5 separate regions of the Mus musculus genome follow, and all the other regions are linked to region 2. Evidence: chromatin contacts called from public HiChIP or PLAC-seq, Micro-C and promoter capture Hi-C data. All regions are on one chromosome and are shown on one strand. Each heading gives the region's core, a stretch centred on a gene start, on an enhancer-like site or on the middle of the called end of the contact. The rest is flanking DNA. Distances are from core to core; before and after follow the strand shown.

Region 1 (4,678 bases), core at 135-2,634, 560 kb before region 2:
CTGGAGCCCGCGGCGGACGCAGGTCTGCAGGGCGATGGGTTCTGACCTGGCGCGGGAGAAGTTTTACGATTTCATTTGTCCTCCGTTCTGCGAGTTCCTAGTCCCTGCTTGCTCGGGTCCTGCCCGGACAAGCCACACGTGGTCTGGCTTCTAGCTGGCCCTCTGGATCTAAACCTCAAGGGGTCAACCGGGCCATGCTCCTGCAGCCCGCGGGTCCACGCGCCCTTCCCCGGGAACCACCGGGGCGCGGGAAGTCCTCCCCTAGCCGCCCAGCCTTGCAGACGGGGTCAAATCGGTCAGCCCCACTGAGGCCGGCCGGTACCTAAACCTCCGGGTAACACCCTCCCTGAGCCGGGCAGCGGGGACCGGCTGGGCTCACCTGAACCGTGCTCGCCCTGGAATCTGTGATCCGGGCCCGGCCCCGCGCCCCACTCACCGCGCGGCCCCCGCGGCCTCACCGCGTCTCTGCCGCAGCCGGGCCGGGCCGCGGGGCGTAGGGGACTCTGCCTTGCCGCTGCTCCAGCCGCCTCCGCGGCATCCCGGCTTCTGCTTCGCCCCGCCCGCCCCGGCCTCCGCGCGCGCCAGGACCCAGGACCCAGCCGCCTCCCGCCCCGCCGGGGACCCGGCGATTCAGCCATCGCTCCTCACCTCCGCCGCCGCGGCCGCCCCGCGCCCCGGCCCGAAGTCCCGGCGGCTCCCGGCCTGCTGCCTGCCGAGCCGGTGGCCGGCCGCGCTCCCGCCGCCGAGCGCGCACCCTCGCGGGCCCGGGGCGCACTCACCCGCACCCGCTCCCGCTCGCCCTGGGCGCGGAGTTGAGGCTGATGTGCGCTGAGCAGGGAGCTGCCGGCGAGCCGGGACCGCGCGTGCGTGTGTGCGCGCGTGTGTGCCACTCGGACCGGGGGCGCATCTCTTAGTCCACCAGACACCGGCGCGAAGTCGCGAGGGCCATGGATCAGGCCCCCGGGCTGGCGCGCAGAGAATCCAGCCTCTTTCCGCTTTTTCGTCCTCCTCCCTCCCAGCAGCGAGGAGCCAAGTGTTCCCTGAGGCGTGCGACAGCCCCGGCCCGGCGCTGCCCCTCGTAATGACACGTTAATAAATGTTTTCTTTTATCCGCTTTCACAGGGGCTCGCCCTGGTTTGCAAACACCCGGCAGCCTTAGCTGAAAGCCCCGCGCTCGCCTCTAAACACACACGCACACACTTGCCATTGGAGACGCCGGCTCGGGCCGATCCCCAAGCTAGATCGCGGGAGGAACTGCCCACGCGCCTGGGACCTTCCCACGCGTCTCCGAAGCTCTCTGAGAAATTAAGTTGAGCTCAAGCGAAAGCAGAAGCGTTGCCCAGACATGGGCCGGGAATGGGAAAGAAAGGGGAGGCCGGTTCCCTTGGTAAAGGGAGAACTCTGACTCCAGGTGGTGCTGTCTGCGCGGTTTCTGCCGTCCCCGAAGCCACCAGAGGCTTGAGGGGGCCCTGGCTGCCAAGGGTGGGTGAAGAGCCTCACAGAGCCCACCAGTAGCTTCAGAAAGTACAGCTGATGTGCTAGGGGGTTATCGACCCTGCGGTGGAACGGGGCGGGCCTCGGATGGAAACGTAACCCCTGAAAGTCTTCCAAGATGTTCATCCATTTATAGATACTGAAATCAAGACAGAGCCGTTAAGTTATTGGCCCAAGGTCAGATAGTTGGATCAGGATCTGAACCCAAGAAGCTGAGCTCCGGAGTTGTATCTGACCCCCCAGGCTGCGCTTATTTTCAAGATCCTCCTTCCCCTGGTGGGATTTTTCTAGTTTTCTGATGGATAGCGTTTGTCAAATTCACGTAGTAAAAATAACAGGGCACCGATGGAGATGCACTAAAATCACGTCCTCGCTGTTTATCTAAAATTCAAGCGGGTTGTCTGGACTGCGTGGGGGGCTCTCGACTCCGCCCATACAGTCGTTGTACTAACCCTGAACTTGCTTTCCTAAGCCGGGGGCAAGCCCCACCTTTGGCTAGTGTAGAGTCCTGGCTGGATACAGGATGTTAGGCGTGAGTATTCGCTTTCATGAACCCCCCCCCCCACCCTCCACCCCACCCCCAGGCATTCCAGTCTCAGTGCTGCATGAGAAGGGGCTGGGCCCCTGCAGCGCTGTTCATTGGATGCTTGGGGCAGAGGGCTCCCATCCTTGAGATTCTGAGAACTTCATTAGAAAGCACAAACACACAAACAAACATCAAATGTACAGTGCTGGTGCACGCCTGCAATCCCAGCTCTTGGGAGGCAAAGGCAGGAAAATAAAAAATTCAAGGTCACCCTTATCTACACACAGGGTGATTAAGACCAGTTGGAGGTCCAGGAGACCCTATTAAAACAAAACAAAACAAAACAAAACAAAACAAAAGGAAAAAAATCTCAGAAAATAAACCAATAAAACAGATAGAAAAGCAGGTGTAATCAGTTTCAACATCCCAGACATTTAATTGAATAATTAAATTGATTAATTTATATATCCTTATAGGGTCAACTCAGACAGTATTCTCGTGGCCCACATCTGTGATGCCTGCACTGGGAAGGCTGAGGCAGGAGGATCACCCAAAGTCAAACTTTCTATATAGTGATACTGTCTCAGAAGCACACGAAGCAACAACAATGTATACACTTGATCTTTTTGTATCCTTCTCTTTTTCTGCAACAGGTAACTTTACATGCTATACCCATCCTGGCTTGGGGTTCTCCTCCCAGGAAGAACAGCAGGTTCTGTGGCCAAATGGAGAGCTTTGCACCTGGTCATCACATGAAGTGTACATTCATAGTTTTTGGAGAACATGTATGCTCAGAGATGACAGAGGCTTGTACACAGCCCACAGGCTGCACCTGGCTTTGAACCACATGCCTTATTTCAGCAGTGACTTTCTAGCAGGTCTGCAGTGTCCTATTGCGGTCTGGGCAGGAAGGATGCAGAATGGAATCTGTGCCCTGTTTGCTCTGAGGTTCTAGAGAATGCTCTAGAAGTTGGGGATTTACATCAGAAAACACTAGGACCACACCCTTGCACTTCAGACTTGACTCTCTGTAGATGGGTGTGCCCAACAGAAATTCCAGGAAAGAGGGCAGTTCTCAGTCTCCCAGTTGGGACTGAGCGCTGGAGGAGGGTGGTATCATGTGATTTCTCTTATGTTTCTTTGTTGTAATGGAAATGGAAAGTGGTGGCAATGCCAGCACCTGACCACTTTTCTTCTTTACAGAGGAGGAGACAGAGCTTAGGGACAAGTGTGTGTGTGTGTGTACCTGGGTGTGTGATTCAGGGAATCATTAATCAGTTAAGACAATTGACTTCCCCCTAACTCCTAGTGCACACCTAACCCTGCTGGTCTGGGCCTCAGCCTGTTGCCTGGGCTCTTTCCAGGAAGATGAAAACGGCTGGCCCCACTCAAGAACTTCTGTGTCGATCTAAAGATGTGAGGGACTTCAGGGTCAGAGTCCCCCAGCCTGGGGAGTCACTGTCTCTTCTACAGTTCATCTCTGGCCTGGGTGGGCTACACAGGGTCCCCAGGACCTGAGTTTCCAGCCCCTGCCTTCTAGACACTTGGTCCAGGCCAGCCTTTCTTCTATGACCCCTGTGCTCCTGATTAATATCCGTCTCTGCAAATAGCAGAGCTGGGTATACAACCATGGAGCCGTCTGAACTCCAGACTCTCAAGCTAACACCCCCATTGTTGGTTTAACCTTGAGAACCTTTGTCCTGACACCCCTATGCCTTGCTTTTTCTCTGTGGCAGTGCCTTGGTGGCTCACTCCGCAGGACATCGTGGGTGCTACTTACCCTATGGGGTCCTTTGCATTGTTATGCCCTTGGTTCTCTGGCAATGGCGGGAACTCCTGTGGGTCTTTCTGCATCCTGGCCCACAGGTTGAAATGAGTCAGACGGTCTCAGCTTTTTTGGCTGCATCTGGGCGAAGTCGATGGTATTTTATGAGGGTTATAAAAGACAACCTTTTAACATGTCTCAAACAAATTGGCGTGTAAAGAAGAAACAGTAACCGTAGGGACACGGCTGCAGGCTGGGGGCTCTGGCTGAGGCCCCACGTTCTGGGGGCACAGGTGGCTTTAATAAGGCATGCATGCTTGGCTGTGACTTGCTTCTCCAGGGTGGAGCTCAAACTTCCTGGCTCCTGAGTGGAGATAGATAGGCTTTTAAAATACCAATAAGGTGTAATAATGTCCTCTGTATCAGAGGCATTGATGAAGAGGAGGAAGATGGGGAGAATTGCATCTTGAGGGGATATATATATTAGAGATTTGGGGTTTTGTTTTTTTTTTTTCAACTTAAAAAAAAACCAAATTCCAGTTCTTGCACAACAATATGAATTTGTGGTTAATTCTGCTGAAGTCTCGCAGTTAGAACCCAAGCTGTCTTGTCAGGAGAAATACCCTGGTATTAGCAAGAAGCTGTTTATATATCTTCAGATATTGTGATAATGAGAGCGACTCCATAGGCCTCCATTAAAACAGAGCACTAATTGTATTTCATGTGGCCTCTCCGGGCCAGCACACGGTCACAGACAGGCTTTACTTCAGCAAAATGCGGCTATCTTTGCATCACCACGGCCGTTTCCCCCCTTTAATTACATGTAATTGTGTAGTCTAATTTATTCTAACGCCTGACGCTTAAAAGTGCACATTTAGGAATCAAGGTCTAGT
Region 2 (5,208 bases), core at 1,291-3,790:
CACTGCTTAGAGTATTCAAGATAAGTTACACAATCCTATAAAACCAACAGGACAACCTCTAGTCTCCTCTCCCACTTTATAAGGGAATAAAGGCCCAAAGATGTCAAGCCAGCTTGCCTTAAATCACAGAGCCAAAGGCCTCACACCACACAGTCTGGCTCTGAATTTGGAGCTCTGGACCTTGTATTATATTATTTATCTGTCTGGTTGTTTGTTCATTTGTTATTTGTTTATTTATTTTCAGGGGTGCACGTATGCTATGGTGTGGCCTTAGGGATCAAACTCAGGTTCTCAGGTTTAGAGGCAAGTGCCTCGAAAGCTCTCATCCTTCCCACCAGCTCAAGCTCTGGACTTTTTAAAGAACCCATTTTGCCACTGTAAAACTACACTGGCTCCTCCCAGACAGCCAGGAGCCCAGGGAACCCCCTCCAGCCAGGGTGTACAAAAGCTGACAAGTTGGGGTGGGGAGAATCCCAGAAGAGCTGCCCGCTCTTCTGTGCCCTACTGCATGCAGAAAAGCCCGGGTGGTCAGAAGAGCATGCAGCTCCCGGCCAAGCTTCCAGGACTAAGTGGCCTCCCTCGGGTTGCCTGAGGGCCATTCCCTAGTGGCCAGAGGTGGCCTCCAGGGCTCACAGGGCAAGACACACTACTCAGGTTACACAATCAGTCCTCCACTTCTGGCACTGGCTTGGGGACCCAAGTAAGGGCAAGGCAGAAAAGCAGCCTGGGGTCCCCTGCTCTTGTACACGTGGGGAAACCGAGGTCAACACAGGAAGCAACGGTGTCCCAAGACACAATAATGTCTGTCTGGCTCATCTCAGAATGCCCCAGTCACACAACAATGGCTGTCCACAAACGACAGGTGTCCTGGGATGACATGAAAGTCAGAGAAAACTTTTCCCCCCCTGGTTTCTTTAATTCTAAGAATGTGGACTCTAATCAATTTCCATTATCCTAGCGGCCCCGTCTCCGTAGGGACGATTTAAAACCGCAGTCAACCTAGCACAACAGCCAGGGGCACACATGGGGGAGTGGGTTTTGTTTTTTTTCCCCCATTAATATAAAAACTAGTTTAGATTTCCTGTTTCTTTTTAAGGCTGAGCAGCTCAGTCACTGCGAGGGGGAAGTGAGGAGTTCCCTAGAATCTGTCATTGCTCAGCAATGCCAGAGTGGCTGCCTCTTTCATTTAGAAACTGCCAGCTTCAAGCCCTACCCGATTCTCTCTCTCTCTCTCTCTCTCTCTCTCTCTCTCTCTCTCTCTCTCTCTCTCCCCCACCCCCTTCTCAACTGTGAGAGAGGAAGAGATGGGAAAGAAAGCCAACCCTGTCTTATTCTCACAGGCCTTTCCAGAAGGATCCTTGGGCCAAAGGGCTTTCAATGCCTCCACACAGCGTCTTCCCCCCCCCCAACTTCGTACTCCCTCCTCCCTCAGTGGGAACCCCCCCCCCCGACCTCACACAGACTCCCCTGCATCCTTAAGCCATTGAGTGTTTCTTTTTCCCAGATGGAGAGAACTCCAGTGTGATTGGGGGTCTCTTGAAACACACACACACACACACACAAACGCACGCCTTCCTGAAGCAGGGTTAAGACTTCCTCCAACCCAAGAAGGGAGTTAAAGCGGCCCCAGCAGGAGGCACGGAGATTAAAGCCCTCAGGTCTCTAAGACCAGCCCTTCCCACCCCCTCCAGTTTTCTCACTTCCTAGGAGGGTAGGGAAGTGGCCCCTTCCTCATTCTCACTAGAGACACCAGGGCAACTACGTACCGGAGTTTAAAGCCCCCGCAGGGCTGCCCTGGGTCACCGCCCTGCATCCAACCCTACGACGTAGCCTGCAGAACTATCCAGAGCAAGGGACTCAACCTCTCTGGAGCCGAACTCTTCCCTGATCTTAAGGATCAGAAAATATAACCTACTGATGAGCCCGGTAACGGCACAGTCTGCTGATACCAGTGTAAGGTGCGTGGTACACAGACGCACTCGGACGCTGTTTTGCAGTCTAAGGCTTTGACTGTGCAATTCGAGCTGGGGCAAGGCTACGGAGCCCAGGGTCCCCGGTGCAGCTAAGGAGCCCCTACCCGGGCTTCTCCCTACACTGGCCCCCCAGCGGGGCGGCCCCGGGCAGCGGCCGCGCGGATGTAACCATTTCAAACTATGCACAAGGCGGGGAGCCACAGACAAAAGCGCAACGCGGGCCGGCCGGCCACAGGTGGCGGGAGCTCACCGACTGCAGGAAACGCAAGGTGCCCACGTAGTCGCGCTCGGTGCCCAGGATCTCGTTGAGTACGCACAGACGGAGGCGCAGCTGGCGCTCCGAGTCGCGGGCGGCCGCGCACGGCCCGGAGACGGGGCCGCGAGCATCGGGATGCGCACCGTCCCCGCCTGGGTCCCCGCCGCCGTCACCACCACCGCTGCCGGGTGCCTCCATAGCCGCGCGGCGCCCGAACTTCCCGCGCCGAGGTCGCGCCGCGGCTTAGGCGTCCGGGCTCCGCATCCCGGACAGGCGCCGCTCAGCGGGCCCGGGGCAGGCGGAGCGGGGGCGGGACCTGGGCGGGGTCATGGTGTATGGGCGGGGCCTTGGTAGAGAGGGCTGAGCGATGGGCGGGGAAGGAGGCGGGGTCAATCTGCTAGTGGGCGGGGATCTTTGTAGAAAATGGACGGGGTGGGGCGGCACCTCATGCGGAAACTGGGCGGGGACTAATGGAGAATGGACTGAGCTGGGGCGGAGTCTGGTGGGATTGGGCGGGGATTGGGCGGAGCCCCCTCCCGGCTTCCAGGGAGCGTCGGCCAAGAGCCGGTTCGTGCGCGCGCCGCACAGTCAGAGTTTGGGGCTGGAAATGCGTCGCCCCAGACCCCAGTCAGGTCGTGGTTCTGCTGAGTCTGTAGGCCAAGACCCATTCAGCAGTTCTGCAAGAGCAGCTCGCGCCATCCACCCGTAAGGAGTGCCCCGTGGGTGATCTGCTGGAGCCGGATCAGCGACCACCACGCGCATCTCCTGACGCCCGGAAGAGCAGCTCGACGCCCCCACCAACACGGCCGCTCATGCCCTCGGCTTACGGTGACCTTGGAAGAACTCTAGCTGCATCTTTGTCCTTACTTCTGTTTCTCTTTCCGTCGGAGCTCTGCGCCTACTGTCCCAGCGCTCCCCATCCCTAAGCAAAGGTGCCCACTTGGACGAGACCGTTGCAGGAAGCCGCCCTCGTACCCACCAGAGATAAAGCCAAAATGGGAATTTTGCTGCCAGCCGACAGGCTGTTCTGTGTGACCTTGATCTTTCAAACGTTCAGTTAACGTGCTAACCCCCCTTTACCCTCGAGAGGCATTGGGACCCGAGTCAGCCTCTGGGGTTCAGCCCCTCATTGATGACCTTGGTCAGCACCCCCATCCCACCTAAAGCTCCTCCGTTTGCCTCACAGTACAAGGGGAAGAACAGTAACACCTAACTCTTAGGGACCAGCATACGGCTGAGCCATAGTCCCTGGAAAGTGATTTTAACACCCTAGAAAGTCTTATCTTCGTTCTTAATTATTCCTGCCTTTGTCAACTGCCCTCTTGACCGGGCCTCTGAACTGCTTGTTCAATCCCTACCTGCCCCGCCTCAGATCTATTATCTCCTATGGAGTCAGTCCCTGTTTCACAAAATAGCCTCTGTGGAGTGTCATCATTTCTGGGGCAGGAGCACTGTCCTCTATTTACTTCCCTTCAAGATGCCTAGAATAGTTCTCTGGGGCCTTGAAGTAAAACAGTCTTTTGCACAAGGATAGAGGAGAGACTGTGGTAGCTCCTGCTACCCCTGGCCCTGTTCCTTTGGGGCCTAGGGCACCGTGACATTTGATGTGGGCAAGGTATCCTAGGTAAATGGATGTAAAAGGGTGAGCCCATCAGGTATTGGTCATGGAGTGAGTGTTTCCAAAGAATCATTATCTTCTTGTTTCTGAGCTTTCCAGACATAACACTGCTTCTGTCCTTAGATCCAGCACCTTTTTGGGTTTCAGTGGGCCCTGTCTTGAAATCATTACTCGCTAGCTGGTAGCAGTCACGAGCCAGCCAAATCCAGCTGCCTGGGTGACCTTGGCCAAGACACTTCACCTTTCTGAAGCTCCATTTTTTTTTTTTTAATCTGTAAGATGAGAGTCTGAGGGAACAAACCCAGGATTAGTGACATCTAGGGTCAGGTTAGTTCTCCATTGTAAGAGCATAGCAGCACACAGTACCCGGGATGTCCCAGGAGCACCCCGTCCACAGTTGTGAGCCGTCGGTGCCTTCTAAGGTAGCCAGAGAACCTCTGACACACGCAACACAGCTAGCTGGGTTAGGTAGTGCTAAGTAAACACTAGTCCCCTTCTCAGCCTGTGACCAAGGCTGGAGGTTAGCCTCACATTTACACATGGGTCCCACCCTCCAAACAAGAACTGACTGTCAGAAAGAATGACCGAGCACTTCCACATCTGTGGACGGGCCCCTCACATCATCTCCCACCCTGGAACAGTGACACTGCCTAGCACACGTGTCTGGATTTCTTGTGGAGCTCTTTGTTGCTGGTTTGTTGGATTTATGTAGCCCAGGACAGCCCTGAACTCCTGATCCTCCCGCCCCAGTCCCCAGAACGCTAGGGTTACAGGCCTGCATCACCAAATCTAGTTCTGTGTGGGCTTTTCCTCTGTGAGTAATGGGACTTTCTTCAACCTGGTGTTGTAAGACTTTGAGCATACAGTAAGCAGCCAATAAGTGCCAGCCTTTACTAATTCCGCTCACAGTCTGATGCTAGAGGTGCCTGTGTCTTTTAGGGTTGATTTGCAGTAAAGAGAAGGAAACACGGGCTAACAAGAGCTTAAAAGCTAAGGGCATCATTTTCTCAGAAGAGGCCCAGAGCTGGGTTCCTGAGGCTGACTCAAAATGTAGTAACGTCGTCAGAGCACCTCTGACCTTGCTGTCTCTGTCACGGTGTTTGGCCTCCAAGTCACAAGATGGCTGCTGAGAAGAGACATCACCTCCTCTCACACAACTGTCCCGTGGCAGAAAGAGGACAAAGGGGACCCTGTCTCTTCTGTGCCTCTCTTATTGAAAGGATAAAAGTTAAGACCCAGCAGGTCAGAGCTGGGTCGCGTGGCCACTCCCCTAATAGTCCCTGACCAAGACCAAGGATCACAGCATTGACTTAGGAGAGGCCTATTTCATATCCTGGGACACTGCACCCCTAAACACGTGG
Region 3 (4,755 bases), core at 1,465-3,964, 640 kb after region 2:
ACTCAGAAATCCACCTGCCTCTGCCTCCCAAGTGCTGGGATTAAAGGCGTGCGCCACCACTGCCCGGCTTTTTTTAACTTTTTGAAACAGGGTCTATGTGCGCCACCACTGCCCGGCTTTTTTTTAACTTTTTGAAACAGGGTCTATGTAGCCTTAGCTGTCCTGGAACTCACTGTGTAGACCAGGCTGGCCTCAAACTCATTGAGATCCTCTTGTTTCTGACTCCCAAATGCTAGGATTAGAGGTGTGTACCATGATCATGATACACAGTTTAAACTCATTTTTATAACAATCTCAAATAAGGTTTTTATGTCCTAAGGAACATAAACCCTTACATTCTCTAAACTTCTTTAACCTTTGGGAAAGATTTACCACAGCACAATAGGAAGCTAGACATTTGAGAAATTAAGTTTGTTAACAAGAAAGGCATGGAAGAGGCTGGCAAGATGGCTCAGCAAAGAAAAACACTTGCTGTTCTTGCGGAAGAACCAGGTTCGGGTCCTATCACCAACAGGGTGGCTCCTAACTATGTGTAACTCCAGTTCCAGAGGCTCCAATGTCCTCTGCATTGAATGCATGTGGCACACAGATACACATGCATACACAACAGACACACACATAAAATACATGTCTTTTTTAAAGGCAGGATAAATGAAACAGTCAAATAGTTAACTGTAAGTGAAGGGATGTGAACTATAAGATGTCTCCTCTTTACCACTCCCCTCCACCCCCTTTTCTGGTTTGTGTCAGGAATCAAACCCAGAACCTTGCACAATGCTAGGTACCACTCTACCACCCAGCCACATCCCAGCACTGCTGGTCCTATTCTTTGCCAACAGACTTTGAATAGCAATGGATCTGTTCTCTCAAACACTTCTAAAGTCACTAATGAAATCTCAAGAGAGTTGAGTCTTGCAGTGACACAGGGTTTGGGATTCTAAGCTTGGTGGTGGCGGTGGTGGCGTACACAGGAGCTTCACTGACCTACCACAGAGAAATCTGAAGTAAGTTTCATTTCTGTTGAAGAGTCTGGCTTCTATTCTTTCTCATCGAAAAAGGCTGATCACCATGGAGATACAGGAGATACACAGACCCAGACCAGAAACACCTGTCACTTTCACAAAAGGAAGAAAAATAGAGGGTCTGGCTGGAAGATGCCTGCAGGTTTAAACCTATCACTTCACTCTCATTTTGTGAGAATCTAATATCCTATTCGCTAATGAGCTCTCTTCTCAATTAATTTCACTAATTAGTTATCTATTCTTGTTCAGCCAGAATTCCTGCCCTTCTACTTAGCAAGCCTAACAAGCCACAATAATTATACATCCCTGGTGGAATGCCACTCACCAAATCAGTGAGGACAGTCTCAAGTTAGCTTTTCCATCTTCCCAGGTCAGGCTGACAGCATGAAACACCAACTTTAAACATCAAGTGAAACAAGCTTTAAAAAAAAAAATAATCAGGGGAGAGACTCTCTCCCTCTCTCCCTCTTTCTCTGGAAATTTCTCTGCCAGTTCAGAGTTGCCAGGTCAACAGGGAACACCAGCATTTACTACTCCGATCTCAAAGGCACTTCCCCTAAGCGGCACCCATCCCAACCATCCAGAATTCTCGCCCTCGGCCCCACCCCCAACAGCATCTTCTCATTTTTCACCAAGGGCTGAAGTTTTCACTAGCACTCCAAGACCACACTAAGGGAGGCAAGTCGCATTCCTTAAAACTCTTTCCTTCTGTCCCCCAAACTACCTGTAACAGCGAATATTTATTTATTATGTATGTATTTATTTCGAAGACGTTGGGCGTCCGCTATAGGGAGAAAAGCTTAAAGGGCATTTATGGCCCTCTGTCCTTTAAAGGCTGGGATTCGTGTCCCCATTTTACAGAGAAGAGAAGCTGAGGGCCCAAGGTCATACAGGACATCTGACCTCAGTGTCCTCTGCCTTTAACCCTCTCGCTGCCTTTGCCTTCTCATCAGCGTCCAGTCTGTTCCGGGAAGGGCTCGTTTTCTCTCCAGGCGGTCTCCCCCTCTAAAGGGCGGACCTTGGAGAACTGCTACCCATTCCGTTTCTTCTCTGGGCGACCCCCCCCTCCCTTCCACCTGGCACCGCTTCTTCAAGGCCCCTGTCACAGCACCTCCTCCATGGCCAATTCAAACTTCCCATCGGTCCCCAGAGCAGGTCGGGTCCGCTATGAGCGGCGGGCGAGCGGCGGGCTCCAGGGAGGAGGGGGGGGAGGGGAAAGGGGCGCGCAGCCCGCAGCCCCGCCGGGTCTGGGCAGCCAACGCGCGGCCGCGGAGGGCGCGGGCGGCTGCGTCAGGGAGGAGGCCGCGTGTGCGGGCGGGCTGCGGGGTGGCGCGGCAGGAAACGGCGAGTCACGGAGCGCGGGGTCGGCCGGGGCGGCGGCGCGGGCCGCAGCGGGAAGAGGCGTGGGGTGGCCGCAGGGTCGCCTTCCTACCTATGCCGGGCGCCACATAGACGAAGTAGAGCAGCGAGGACGACAGCGAGAAGAAGAAGAGCGCGGCGAGCAGCGAGCGGCGCGGCAGCCGCAGCAGCCCCCGGCGGGCGCGCATGCTGAGCCGGCGGCCGCTCGAGGGCCAACCCGGGCCCCGCTCCCGCCGCTCCGGTCCGCCGCCTGGGCCTCGGCCGCCGCCTTCCGGGCTTCGCGCGCCGCCGCCTCGCCGCTTTCAGCCGCCGGCCGCCGCGGGCCGGGCCACATGAGGCGGGAGGGGGCCGACGACCAGAGGAGCTCAGCGGCGGGGGCGAGGCGGGCGGGGCGGGGCCTGTTAGGAGGGCGGGGTGAGGGGCGGGGTCTGATGCTGAGGGCGGGGCGAGGGCAAGGGCCGCAGTCTGAGGAGCAGATGGAGGTACCAGACCTGAGGCAGGCCTGATGGGGACCGAGTAAGGGCGGGGCCTAAACTGGGGGCCGGACGAGGGCGGGGCCTGATGTTAAGGGTGCCTCCGCGAGCCTGAGAACACCGGCGGGGACCGGGCTTGAAGTCTGATGGGGAGGGGGATAAGGGCGGGGCCGGGAGCATAACAAGCATTTTGCGGGAGCCTGAGCCTGAGGCCTGACGGGGAGGAGAGAAGGGCGTGGCCTGAGGCAAGGGGGCGGGAATGGGCAGGGCCTACAGTCCGGGGAGCGCATCTGTGGGGCGGGGCCTGGATGTGGGGGCGGGGCGGGGCGGGGCGGGGTTCACGCGCGAGCACTCTAGCCGCAAGATCCTCGAGCGGCCGCCGCCCATGCTGGCAGGAAGCGGCTCGCTAGTACGACTTGGTTCCCGTGCGAGCTCCCCACGCGGGGATCGAGGGGTGGTGGACAATGTGTGAATAGCCAGGTAGCCCGCCGCTGCAGCAGAGCAAGGATGCAGAGGCCGGGGCATTCGTGTTCGCCCTCACTCATCCATTCATTCCAGACACCATTTATGATAAAGTGGCAGTTACGGGTCCTGGGGCCGGGGATGCTCCACGGAGCAAAGATTCCTCTGGGAACCTGTATTAATGCGAATAAGAAAAAAATCAATATAACAGATGATGATGATAAGAGATATGAAAACAATTAGACATGAAGATGTTTCGGATGCATTCTACTCTAGTCTGAGATTGAGGGGGAAGCCTCTCCTTCCTGGGTGGCATGAACACAAAAGAATGTGAAAGTGCCAGGTGGAGAAAGAGTGGTCCCACTAAGGGGAACTACAAATGCAAAAGCCGGAAGGAAGGAAGAAGGGGCTTGATCCGCCTTCAATGAATCCAAGGATAAAATCCCAGGAAAGAAGAAGAGATCCAAACAAGGTCACATCCTACAGGACAGAACAGTGGTGACAACTGTCAATGTTAAGACACCGAGAAACAGGGCTTCTTAGCCAGTAACAGCCTCTCTCTAAGTCCTGAGATCGTGGCTCCCCTACCCCCACTTTGGCCCCATTGCACCGATGAGAAAACTGAAGCTTCTGGAAAGAGAAGCAAGTCGTCTAAGTTGTGAAGTAAGGGCTCAAATCAAAAGTGGCCTGCCACCGGGGCTTGACCACTAACCCCATTTCTCATTCTGCACTGTCATGTGCACTTCCAAGCCTCGACTTTCCCATCACCTCCAAAGCCATGTTTTGGTATGTGTTCCTTTTGGTTTCTCAAACCAGTGCTCTACAAGGACAGAGATTCTGTTTCATGTTTTGCTATGTATGTGCTCAGAGCTCAGTGCCCAGTACCTAAAAGATCAACAGAGGGGATGCAGAGCACCCACTAACACCAGAGGAAACAGAGATGGCTGGCTAGTCCTAAAGTCCCAGAGCAGGCTCCACAGGAAAGGAAGTGAGCAGCTCGGGGCAGGATTCCTCAGAGGGAAGGCATCCAACGGAATTCAAGAGGGAACCAGTCAGGTGACACATTCGGCTGACTTCCACGCTTGCACACAAACGTATACAAGATAAGTAAAATAAATATTATTTTTAAAATGTTAAAATAAAAAGAGCATAGAAAGGTGGGTTGAGAAGGTGATGAGATGGGTCTTTTCAGGATGAAACATCTGATCCTGGTAAGGAAAGGGACATGGCCAGGGGCTCAGCAGGACCCTAAAGACTTTTAGTGGCACTTCTTTCTTTCTTCCTCTTTCATCCTGACCAGTTGCTTCTTGCCTCATCCTTCTCCTGCCCTCTGACCAGGACTCAGTAAAGCAGAGACCTTTGTAAACTCGAGACTTAGGAAATGTCAAGTAGAGGCTCCCTGTCCCTCCTCTCTGGGGTTCCACGGTGAGGACTGAGGA
Region 4 (5,027 bases), core at 1,529-4,028, 600 kb before region 2:
CGCAGACACGGGCTGTGCAGTCGCAGTGTGAGATGACTGAATAGTCATCTTTTAAGAGAGGCGGGATGCAAGGTAACTGAAGTGGCATCAGAAGACACGGGCCCGGGACAGAGAGTAAGTCGGTGTCTGGGCTCAGTGAAGCATGTCTGTCACACAGGATTGCAAGGTAACACACACAACCCAGTGGAGACTTGACTGTCAACAGGGCCAGAGGGAGTCTTTGGAAAGACACCTCCTGCACCCCCTGCCATCCTCAGATCCCTGTAAAAGGAGGACGCCAATGGGAAGGGACATCATGTTACACCAATCTGATGATTGTGGCACAAATTACACTCTTCTCAACAGGGACTGCACAGTTTATGCACTTCAAACGTCAACCCATTGCAGTTAGAGCCAAAGCTTTGTTACATCTAGGGCTGGGGCTGCAGCTGCAGCTGGGACACAGTTGCTAAAGTGCCCTGGGGCATGCAGAAAGCCCTGGGTTCCAGCAGCAGATAAACCAGGCATGGGGACTCACCCCTGTCACCTCAGCATTTGGGAGGTGGAGGCAGATGGATCAAAAGATCCAGACCAGCCCTAGACACTCAACGACTTGGGGGAAGACTACGCAGGCTCTGTCTCAGAAAGTAAGTTATTTTCAAAATGTGTTTTGTATTTTCTTCTCCCATGAATATGAATTAATCACGTAACATATATGAGTGCTCTGCTCACATGTGTGAATGTGTACCATCCGTGTGCATGGGGCTTGAGGAGGTCAGAAGAAGGTGTTAGATGCCCCAGAACTGGAGTTACAGGTGGTTGTCAGCCGACACGTGGGTGCAGGGAACTGAACCTCAGTCCCTAGAAGAAAAGCCAGTGCTCTCACCTGCTGTGCAATCTCTCCCATCCCGATTTTTGTTCCATTTTTGTTTTTGAATCCCTTAGTGTTGGGAAATGCAGGGATGCAGTATCAGGCCAGGTAGCTTTCTTTTCTTTTCTCTCCTACCCCATCTCCCTCCACCCCTCCCTTTCTTCCTCCCTTTCTGGCTATCCTCAAACTAAATATATAGCAGAGGTTGACCTTGAACTCCTGACCCTCTGGACTCCATCCTGGGAACTGGGATTACAGGCTTGTACTACTAAGCCCAGCTGTAGCTTCATTTTTTTAAACCGGCTCTGTTAACATCCCCCTGCACTGTGAATTTTGGCATCTGTCCTTTAAGCTCAGCTGACCTTCTGGATTCAAGGGCGTCACAAACACGAACAGTTAAGAGCTGTGGCTGTGACTGAGGGTCTCCCCCTTCAGGATCTGTTTTCAGTGGTACAAAGACCTACCCAGCGTAAAGACTACATATCCCAGGCTCTTTTGCAGCCACGAGTGCTCACACTCACATATCTTGTTTCTCACCGATGGGAAGTAAGGAGAAACGAGAACCTGATCTGTAGACCTGCTCTTGGATCAAGGCCACCAAGACAGCAATGAATTTAGATGAGAGCCATAAGCAGCAGGTACCCCCATTCCCTCTGCCAGACTTAAACTCAGCTCAGTTACCTTCCTTAGATGCTCAAATGGATATAGGGTTTGACCGACAACCAGGCTGGAGTACTGATTTGTCCCTGGGGCTTGTACCGTAAAAAATGAACATACGCCATACAAGTATCATCACTGAGCTACATCCTCAGTCCACGTTGGATGTTTCATTTTGAGATGCAGTGTCACTGCTTAGCCCCAGTAACCCTGAATTATGACCTTCCTGCATCAGCCTCCCCAGCAGCTGGATGGCGCACCTGGTTTGGTGACTGTCTACTTTGATGGTCATTCCTTTCTTTCTGTTTCCCATGTGACTCTGATATGGGCTTTCGCTCCATCATAAATCCCATAGTGTTTTTGGGATTAGTAATTTCCCCTTTTGTTTGACGGACTGTCCCCATGTCTCTGCGTTCCCGTGGCCTCTGTTTTCTGTTTTGATTATGCCACACAAACTTTCCATTTCATGTTTCTCCCAGGAGTCTTTGTGGGAGGAGTGGTCTTTCTGCTTTCCAGGTGACAGGCCTGATGAACACTTTGGGGGCCTCACTATTCATCTGTTTTCTTTTTTTTTTTTTTTTTAAACAATTTCTTTTTTTTTTTTGAAGGATTTATTATTTTATGTATGTGCATACACTGTCGCTGTCTTCAGACACACCAGAAGAGGGCATCAGATCCTATTACAGGTGGTTGTGAGCCACCATGTGGTTGCTGGGAATTGAACTCAGGACCTCTGGAAGAGCAGACGGTGCTCTTAACCACTGAGCCATCTCTCCAGCCCCTATTCATCTGTTTTCATATAAACATTCCAGCCAGAGCTGTTCAGGGTGCTTGAGCCATACCGGCCCATAGATACATCTTTGGCCCACAGTATTCAGTTTTTAAAGATGGAGTTTCTAGCCCTGAATGGCAGCTGCACCCTCCAATAGGAGCCGCCGCCTTGCTATGTCCCTGCCTATCCCCACCCCAACAGCGTTCCAGGCTTCCCAACCATCTGAAGCACTGGCCTACGAGACCTCTAACACGCGCTTTCTGTGGGGACCCCAAGCCATCGGGGTCTGCACCTCCACTCCCATGATGACCTGCCCATGTAGGGGAGCTGGTTTTTATAGCTGAACCTGTTCTGGGGATGATCCTGTGGTGGGAGGAGCATGTAGGGAGTACACAGTCCCACCCACTCCCACTGGGCATCTGAAAGCCTGCCCAGCCCTGATGGATGATGGCTGCAGATCAGCTACAGGAGGTGCCCGGCCCTTCCTCACTCCCACTCAAAACAATGTAGCGTCACGGGCTTGCGACATCTGAGCCTGAGCCATATCATCTGGTTTCACAACAGCCCCAGGCTGCTCGCCAAGGTGGGGAATTCTTGTTTTTTTTCTTTCAAACTCAAGCAAGTTCAATGAGTTGAGTCTGGAGGATTTGGCAAGGGCGAGGTGGCTGGGCTGGGATTACAGCTTGACCTTAGGTGCCAGCCTAGCGGGCGGCCTTTCGAACTCGCCACAGTGTCTCCCTCAAGTAGGCAACAAGGACATCCTGACACAAATAACAGCACAGTCAAAGGTCTCTCTCACCATGGCAACCCCTTCGTCATCTTGGTTACTCCCACAATAAACTGGTGAGTCCCCCATGTCTGTCCGTTCTCTAATTCCAACCTCAACATTCTGGAACCTTCTCTCATGCAGATGGTCTCAGTCAATAAATCAGTTTTAAACACAGAAACCTCAAACTCATGCATGCAAGGAATATCTCGTGACCTCCCTGTCAGAGAATTCACAATCTCCCTGGACTCTCCATTTTTTTAAAACTCTAGTTTCTTTGAAAAGGTGGTTTTCTGAACCTTCTTCAGACACATCTACTATGTGTGCATAGAAATAAACTGGAAACCTCACTGGGAAGTGAAACCTTTTCTGGGCATAACCCAGAGTTATCTTGGGGACCAGTGCAGTGTGGACGTCGCACCCAGGGAAGCTGAGGGCACAAGAGGCCACCTGTCTGTCCCTTGAGCAGGCCCCAACAGTGCCCTACTCTGGTCCTCACCTGTCCGGTAGCCTGTGCTGTTGAGATACACGGCGAAGGTGCGGCTCTCGTGCTGGGCCTGCCAGGAGGGCGAGGAACAATTCTCATTGTTGGTGTAGGTGTTGTGGTTGTGGACGTACTTGCCGGTGAGAATGGAGGAGCGAGACGGACAGCACATTGGTGTAGTCACGAAGGCATTGATGAAGTGCGCCCCGCCCTGCTCCATGATACGCCTTGTCTTGTTCATCACTTGCATGGAGCCTGCAAGCAGAGGGTACTGGTGAGTCATGTGGCCTGCTTGGGGGGGGGCGGGGGAGCTCTTTAAGGGGCTTCCAATCCTGAGCCTGGAACTGTGGGCAAGCTTAGGAAATCCAAGGGTTTACATGGGCCATACTCCTCACCCACAACCCAACCAGGAAGGCCCTGGTCTCAGTGCCACTAGACAGTGGCGTTGGGTACAAACCTGCTTTGAAGTACCTTGAGTCTGACTCAAACCCTATTTTGTACATAAACAGGGTGTCTTTTCTTCAGAGTGCTAATATACACAGATTTTTTTAAAGCAGTCACAAATGCAGATAGAATTAGGTTTCGTTTTGTTTAGAAGTTTCCCAAGAATTATCCACTGAACTGAAGTCTAGTCTAGCCAAGCCCCAGCCAGTCTCTCTACACTTGTAGCCTCATCTAGGGTGCCTCCTGTATGCATTTGAAGTCTATATCTCGCTACCCTTAAAGCTAACCTATCTGCCTAAGAGCTCCTGGACTTCCAGCTCTTGTGCCTCTTTAGCTCCTAGACCCTTTATATCCTGGGCTCTCCATCTCCTGGACTCCCCAGATCCTTAGGAAATCCATGGGCTTGCATGGGCCAGACCCTGCTCCCAAGCCAACCCAACCAGAAAGGCCCTGGTCTCAGTCCCCCTAGACAGTTGTACTGGGTACAAACCTACTTTGAAGTACCTTGAGTCTAGATTCAAACCATGTTTTGTACATAAACAGAGCTCCTGGACATAAAAAACAGAGCTGTATATAAACAGCTTCAGGACCCTCCATATGCTGGACCTTCAGCTCCTGGGCTTCTGATCCCCCTAAATGACTGTGATAGGCCCTTTACCCACACCAAGCATTGAGGGTTCATCCTTGACTGCCACTATATCCAGCCAAGTCAGGCTGGCCTCGAACTCCTGAGTGCTGGGATTAAAGGCGTGAGCCGCCACGCTCGGTGCATGGTAAGGTTTTAAGCTCTGACTTTTAGCTTGAACATATTGGGTTCTCTGAGGTTTGCTGAGCACCATACCACAGCATAGTCTGCAGTGGATGTCAGCGTTACCTCCTAGATCACATGTATCCAACAGGCCCTGCCTGGAAGTCTCTGTGTTACAGCCCGCTAATTGGTCTGAGCTTTGGGACCACTGGGTTGTCCCTGGGGTGGAGAGCAATGCTCACAATTGTTCTAATTACTAACACGTGGGTCAATTGCTCTATATACACGACATGCAAAGTTATTTTT
Region 5 (4,756 bases), core at 1,535-4,034, 530 kb before region 2:
GGAAGGGCTCTGTCTCAAATGGGGTGGTTGTTTATCCAGGTGGACAGTTTGTAAAAACTCAATGAACTGAGGCCCCCTTTTTTGGGGGGGAGGGGTCCCAGGCACTGCGTTGGTGTGTGTGTGTGTGTGGTTTGTCCATTCAGTGCTCAAGTTGGCTGTATACATGGGTGCTGTTCTCACATCTGTACATACTCTCACATCTGTACATACATGCTCCAGGACACTTCAGTTCCCCGTCCTTTAAAACCCCTGATCCAAGATAAAGGCCGCGTGGTAGCTGTCACGTGGTGCGGGCTAAAGAAAACAGATAGTAAGTCTCCATTCGTTCAGTACAGTGGTATCTCTTGTTCTGAGATAAGGTTTCTCTTTCTTTTAAAAGCTGGGTCTCCTGTAGCTCAACCTCGCCTCAGACTTGCTATGTAGTCCAAGGTGTCAATGACCTTGAGCTGCATTCAGGAACACAGTACCCAGTTCTATGCAGCACTGGGAATTGAACCTACGGCCCTGTGTGTGCTAGGCAATTGTCTAATAACTGAGCCTTGTTCTCATACCTGCTTAAATTTTTTTTTCTCTTTTAGGATAAGAGGTCTTTCTCACTCTGTAGCACAAAGTAACTGTGAACTCAAGGCAATTCTTCTGCCTCAGCTCCCTCATACTGGATGACAGCACACCTAGCTCCAGCCTGGTTTCAAACTCACCATCCTCTTGGCCGCCTTGGCTTTGCCAAGTTCAGGAACTTCAGGCACGTGCCTCCACCCCTGGCCAGAAGCAGTTTTCTTACTAATAGTTTTGATCCGAGGGCTAGGTGATCCAAGGGTCAAAGGTCACTCCTAGAAGTCACAGTTAAAACAGGGACATCTAGGAGAGGAACGGTTGACTCGGGAACCCAGGGGTTGTCGCCAAAGCTGCATTGAACTCCGAGGTGCACTTAGGGTTTGAAACGGCCCCAGAGATTGAAGAGAACAATGTCAAAGAGAAGAGATGAACAGGAGACGTGAGGATGGAAGGTGAGGAATCCAGAAAGCTGAGAGCCACACCCAGGGTGCGTGATAGGGATTTCGATCTCTCTCTGGAAGGGAGGGTTTCTGTTTCTGGAGCTGGAAGGCATAGGAGCAGGGGAGCCAGAAAGAGCTGCGGCAGGGCTGAGGGGGCTCTGGAGGCAGATGGGAGGCAGCAGACAGTGGATACTTACAGATGAGTTAGTATCTGCCCTTCTGAGTGGTAAGGTTCTCCCCTTTTTCCTCCCTTCCCCTCCCCTCCCCTCCCCTTTTCCTCCCTCCCCTTTTCCTCCCTCCCCTCCCCTCCCCTCCCTTCTTTCCTTCCTTCCTTCCTTCCTTCCTTCCTTCCTTCCTTCCTTCCTTCCTTCCTTCCTTCCTTCCTTTCTATACAGGTTCTCAGCCCTCTAAAGGCTGCCCTTAAGCTTGCTAAGTGGCTAAGGATGACCTTGAACTCTTGGTCCTGATGTCTGCACCTCTCTAGTGCTGGGTGACAGGTGTGTGCCACCATGCTGGGCTTTTGCTGAGGGAGGTTTTGCAAAAGTCAGGCAAGCGCTCTACCAGCCGAGCTACACACATATTTCCTAATGGCTATGTGTAGCTGCTTCCCTCTGGGTTTATGCAGAGCCGAAATGAAATTTCAGAAGAGTGGATTTATGCCTGAAGTCCTATTATAACAGAAGAAATCTGAGCTTTTGGTTCCCTTGGAGGCCAGCTGTCAGGGATGCAGAGTGCAGAGGTCAAGAGAGGCCTGCCTGAGAAGATGTTGCCCAGAGCAACAACCTGGGGGAGGGGAGTGGGAGGGATTGGCCTAGACTCTGTCTTTGGAGGCCTGGTCAAGGCAAGAAACCAGGAGCTGAGCCATTCAGGACTGAAGTTGATACCCTTAGGGGGGCTGGTGGCTCACTTTCGGAAAATTACTTTCCTGTCTTTGGTCAAAATAGCACTGTGGGCAGCAAGTATTGTGTATAAGACAGATAATAAAAGCTCCCAGCTTATAGGATGGGTGTGTACACCCCAGCCTGCCCTGGGAGAAATCACATCACAGCAAACAGAGACCATCAGACTCTCCAAGGGATGGGCCCATCCTCCTTCCTAACACACAGAAGCAGGGCTTCTAGAAGCCATTTGCCCGTCCCAGCTGTTTTGAGTATTCCTCGCACCCGTTTTTTTATGAGTCTTTGAGAGGGGGACCTGCCTGTGTTGGCAGGTTTCAATTTCATCTCGAGTCTACTCTGCCTGGTAACAGAAGCCCCAAAGCACAGGAAAGCGACCACAGGCATCTGGAAAAGATTGACTTCTGTGTTTTTAATCACCAGAAGAAAACCCAGCCAGGGAGTTAGCCAGTTGAACTGAGAGTTTGAGGGCTAAGGCCAGCAGCAGCAAGGGAGAGAAGTCTCATGGGGCCCAGAGACAGTTTTCCCCAGAGAACTCCAGAGGCAGGCCCTGGAGGAGCAGCCAGGCTGGAAGCACAGGACAGGGCCAGTTTTGAAAGTTTGTTTGTGCCTATCCCATTCTCTTTCCTCTCTGAGTTTTTACCTTGGTGGTGGAAAAAGTGTTGTGATTTCTAAAGACAACTTCTTCCTCATCTTCCCCTGTGAACTGCCGAGCAAAGGATTAATTTAGATTTCTGCCATGCCGGGGCCTCTCTCATTAAATGAATCCCATTGTCTCGTGGAAGCCCAGGCAAGTCAGCTTAATGACGCCTCGCTCCCTCCAGTCCTGAGCAAACGTCCCGGGTGCTTTCTGGCTCTCTCTGCCATAGTTTCCTTGGCAGCTTTCCAGTTTCCATTCTGTTGCTCCATGCTCCAAACTCCTCCCCCACCGGCCCCACCCACACTATAGTCTGCACCCCTTTCTGATGCCTCGTGGGGTGTGCTTACCCCATTTCTATGGTTTCTGTTTCTACTGACAGTGTGACTGTACACAGCCAGGCTGTTTGGAGTTCTCAGAAGACATGGAGTCGGGTTCCTCGTGTCCCTGACAACAGTTCATGTTTGCTGGGATAGGATGTGTTGGTTGCAGGGAAAGGCAGACATTCTTATGCCCATAGTCGGAATAAAGGGCACACAAACACTTGTTCCTTCTAAAGGAACAAGCAAGAAAGAGTCCCAAAAAGTCCTTTCACTTCTCCATATGGGCCTGGATGAGGAAGTGGTCAGAGGCAAAGATTTCACATCCTTTAGCAGTCTGGAAGATTGAAAAGACAGAAGCTGGTCTGACATTGAACAGAAATCTCCATAAAACAATCTCTGCAGGGTGGATCTCATTGCATCTCAGACTGTGGCTGGGTGCTTCATGGACATATGACCTTCTGGGCTGAGACAGACAGAGCTCATGGAAACTTGGGCTAATTGGTTAGGATCCCCCCTTCTCTTGGACTGGTGCTCAGGCTGGAAAATGGGACCATTCTGAAGGCTTGTTGAGGGCAGAGAGTGGGCATGCCTCAGGGTGGGGATGCCGAAGGAAGGTAATGGGAGCTGGGCTGTAGATCGTGCCCTGAATATTTCTAGACACATAGGAGTGTGAAGCGGGTGTGGGCTTTGTAGCAGTCAGCTTTGGCTGTGTAACAAAGTCCCCCATCCTTCCAATGTTCATGGCTCACACAAGCCTTTGTTGCCTCCAGTTTCTAAGGGTTGGATTCGGGCACTTCCTGAATGGTTTGGGGGCTCCAGATCCATTGCGGGCTAGCAGCAGGGAGCAGCTGCAGGCCTTGAGGGTGTTCTTGTAAGTGCCATGGAAGGACAGACTCTGGGCTTGCTCACGTGGCCACTGGCCCCACATTCCCTTCCTAACCAAACATCCCCACCCCTGTACATCAAATCTGCGTTGTGTGGGAAGGGACATGGAGTCGAAGGGACAGGGATCAAGAAAGGCTGGCTGCTATCAATTTTATTTAAAAGGTCCTTAGAGGGGCTGAGGAGGCGGTTAAGCTTAAGGACTTGAGTTCCAGAGCCCACATAAGAAAGCTGGGTGTGGTGGCATGCGTGGGTAGCCCCAGTGCGGGAGGTGTGGACAGGAGGCTCGCTGGCCAACCAGTCTTGCCTAATTGGTGAGCTCCAGGCCGAAGAGAGACCTGTCTCAAAGGAGGTGGGCTGCATTTCTGTGACGGACACCTGGAAGGACAGGGAATGTGAAGAGATGAATCTGAGAGGATTGTGTCCCCATCTTGAATGTCCCCGCAAGCCTGGGTTGGTGCCATGTGACATGCGTTTGCTGTTTTTAATTTTCTTCTCTTCAGGGTAGGAGACAAAGCCTCATTAACATGATGCATTGAAGCAGGAAGCAAAGAGACGGTTAAATGACCTGAGAGGCGATGTTTGCAGCCAAACAGGGTGGCGTTGCTACCCCAGCAGTGAGGCTTGGAGAGGCCAGGAGCAGCATATGGGGACCTGGCTGAATGTCAGTAGAGAAGGGGACCTGACAGCTGCTGTTGAGCAATGGGGAGTGCTGATGCACCTACCCTGAGGCCCAGCATCGTCCTTCCGAGGTCCATAGGGAAAGGAGGTCCTCAGAGCTCACCTTCCGGAACAAGGAGGGCGACTGCTGACTGAGGCTAGACCCTATGCTAAGTTACTGCATATTGTATAACACAGTGGGTTTGCGGGGGGGGGGGGGGGGAGGGGGCTTGCCCTAGGAGACTCCATCTTACAAAGAGCTCTGGGGATGGAGATGGCTCAGCGGTTAAGAGCACTGACTGCTCTTCCAAAGGTCCTGAGTTCAAATCCCAGCAACCACATGGTGGCTCACAACCAGATCTA

What was found. Hi-C and Micro-C count contacts between places; a contact is called where the count stands out from the background. HiChIP or PLAC-seq counts read pairs in DNA pulled down with a chosen protein or histone mark. Capture Hi-C pulls out chosen DNA fragments and counts their contacts.
Region 1: a promoter capture Hi-C map of adipose tissue shows a contact between it and region 2, with 2.6 times the contacts expected there. The contact joins the promoter of Sulf2 here to the promoter of Prex1 in region 2. A contact is called at or near these places in 2 of 39 promoter capture datasets (cranial neural crest and liver), 9 of 115 datasets of contacts at active chromatin or transcription factors (SST interneurons, astrocytes, bone marrow-derived dendritic cells and 4 more) and 3 of 9 other capture datasets (adipose tissue, liver and macrophages).
Region 3: a contact with region 2 is called in a Micro-C map of embryonic stem cells, with 6 times the contacts expected there. The contact joins the promoter of B4galt5 here to the promoter of Prex1 in region 2. A contact is called at or near these places in 3 of 39 promoter capture datasets (fetal liver, liver and pre-B cells) and 2 of 484 Hi-C or Micro-C datasets (both in embryonic stem cells).
Region 4: a contact with region 2 is called in an H3K4me3 HiChIP or PLAC-seq map of bone marrow-derived macrophages, with 6 times the contacts expected there. The contact joins the enhancer-like site here to the promoter of Prex1 in region 2. A contact is called at or near these places in 3 of 39 promoter capture datasets (frontonasal cranial neural crest, hippocampal neurons and pre-B cells), 7 of 115 datasets of contacts at active chromatin or transcription factors (astrocytes, bone marrow-derived dendritic cells, bone marrow-derived macrophages and 4 more) and 3 of 9 other capture datasets (adipose tissue, embryonic stem cells and liver).
Region 5: a contact with region 2 is called in an H3K27ac HiChIP or PLAC-seq map of bone marrow-derived dendritic cells, with 3 times the contacts expected there. The contact joins the enhancer-like site here to the promoter of Prex1 in region 2. A contact is called at or near these places in 1 of 39 promoter capture datasets (liver), 4 of 115 datasets of contacts at active chromatin or transcription factors (bone marrow-derived dendritic cells, forebrain, neural tube and 1 more) and 1 of 9 other capture datasets (liver).

What each region holds. Positions count from the first base shown.
Region 1 is chr2:166,154,299-166,158,976 of GRCm38.p6, forward strand. Sulf2 (sulfatase 2) reads right to left here and starts at 1,385. Exons shown (of 21, transcript NM_028072.5): 1 at 1,205-1,385.
Region 2 is chr2:166,711,292-166,716,499 of GRCm38.p6, forward strand. It overlaps Prex1 (phosphatidylinositol-3,4,5-trisphosphate-dependent Rac exchange factor 1), which reads right to left and starts at 2,541. Exons shown (of 40, transcript NM_177782.3): 1 at 2,224-2,541. The coding sequence starts at 2,427. It overlaps Gm46777 (a long non-coding RNA gene), which reads left to right and starts at 2,538. Exons shown (of 3, transcript XR_001783555.2): 1 at 2,538-5,208.
Region 3 is chr2:167,346,464-167,351,218 of GRCm38.p6, forward strand. B4galt5 (UDP-Gal:betaGlcNAc beta 1,4-galactosyltransferase, polypeptide 5) reads right to left here and starts at 2,715. Exons shown (of 9, transcript NM_019835.2): 1 at 2,455-2,715. The coding sequence starts at 2,569.
Region 4 is chr2:166,113,328-166,118,354 of GRCm38.p6, forward strand. Sulf2 (sulfatase 2) reads right to left here. Exons shown (of 21, transcript NM_028072.5): 3 at 3,545-3,784. Among named protein-coding and RNA genes, the nearest start is that of Gm52534, 4.4 kb to the right of the region's middle. Within about 2 kb of position 2,779, at least 49 of the 459 cell types and tissues checked have an H3K27ac peak or open chromatin away from gene starts, as enhancers often do. A contact at or near this core is called in adipose tissue, bone marrow-derived dendritic cells and bone marrow-derived macrophages, where this site is marked.
Region 5 is chr2:166,178,142-166,182,897 of GRCm38.p6, forward strand. It overlaps Gm30320 (a long non-coding RNA gene), which reads left to right. Exons shown (of 4, transcript XR_866951.1): 3 at 579-1,007; 4 at 4,237-4,596. Among named protein-coding and RNA genes, the nearest start is that of Gm30536, 14 kb to the right of the region's middle. Within about 2 kb of position 2,785, at least 165 of the 459 cell types and tissues checked have an H3K27ac peak or open chromatin away from gene starts, as enhancers often do. A contact at or near this core is called in bone marrow-derived dendritic cells, forebrain and stem cell-derived neural progenitor cells, where this site is marked.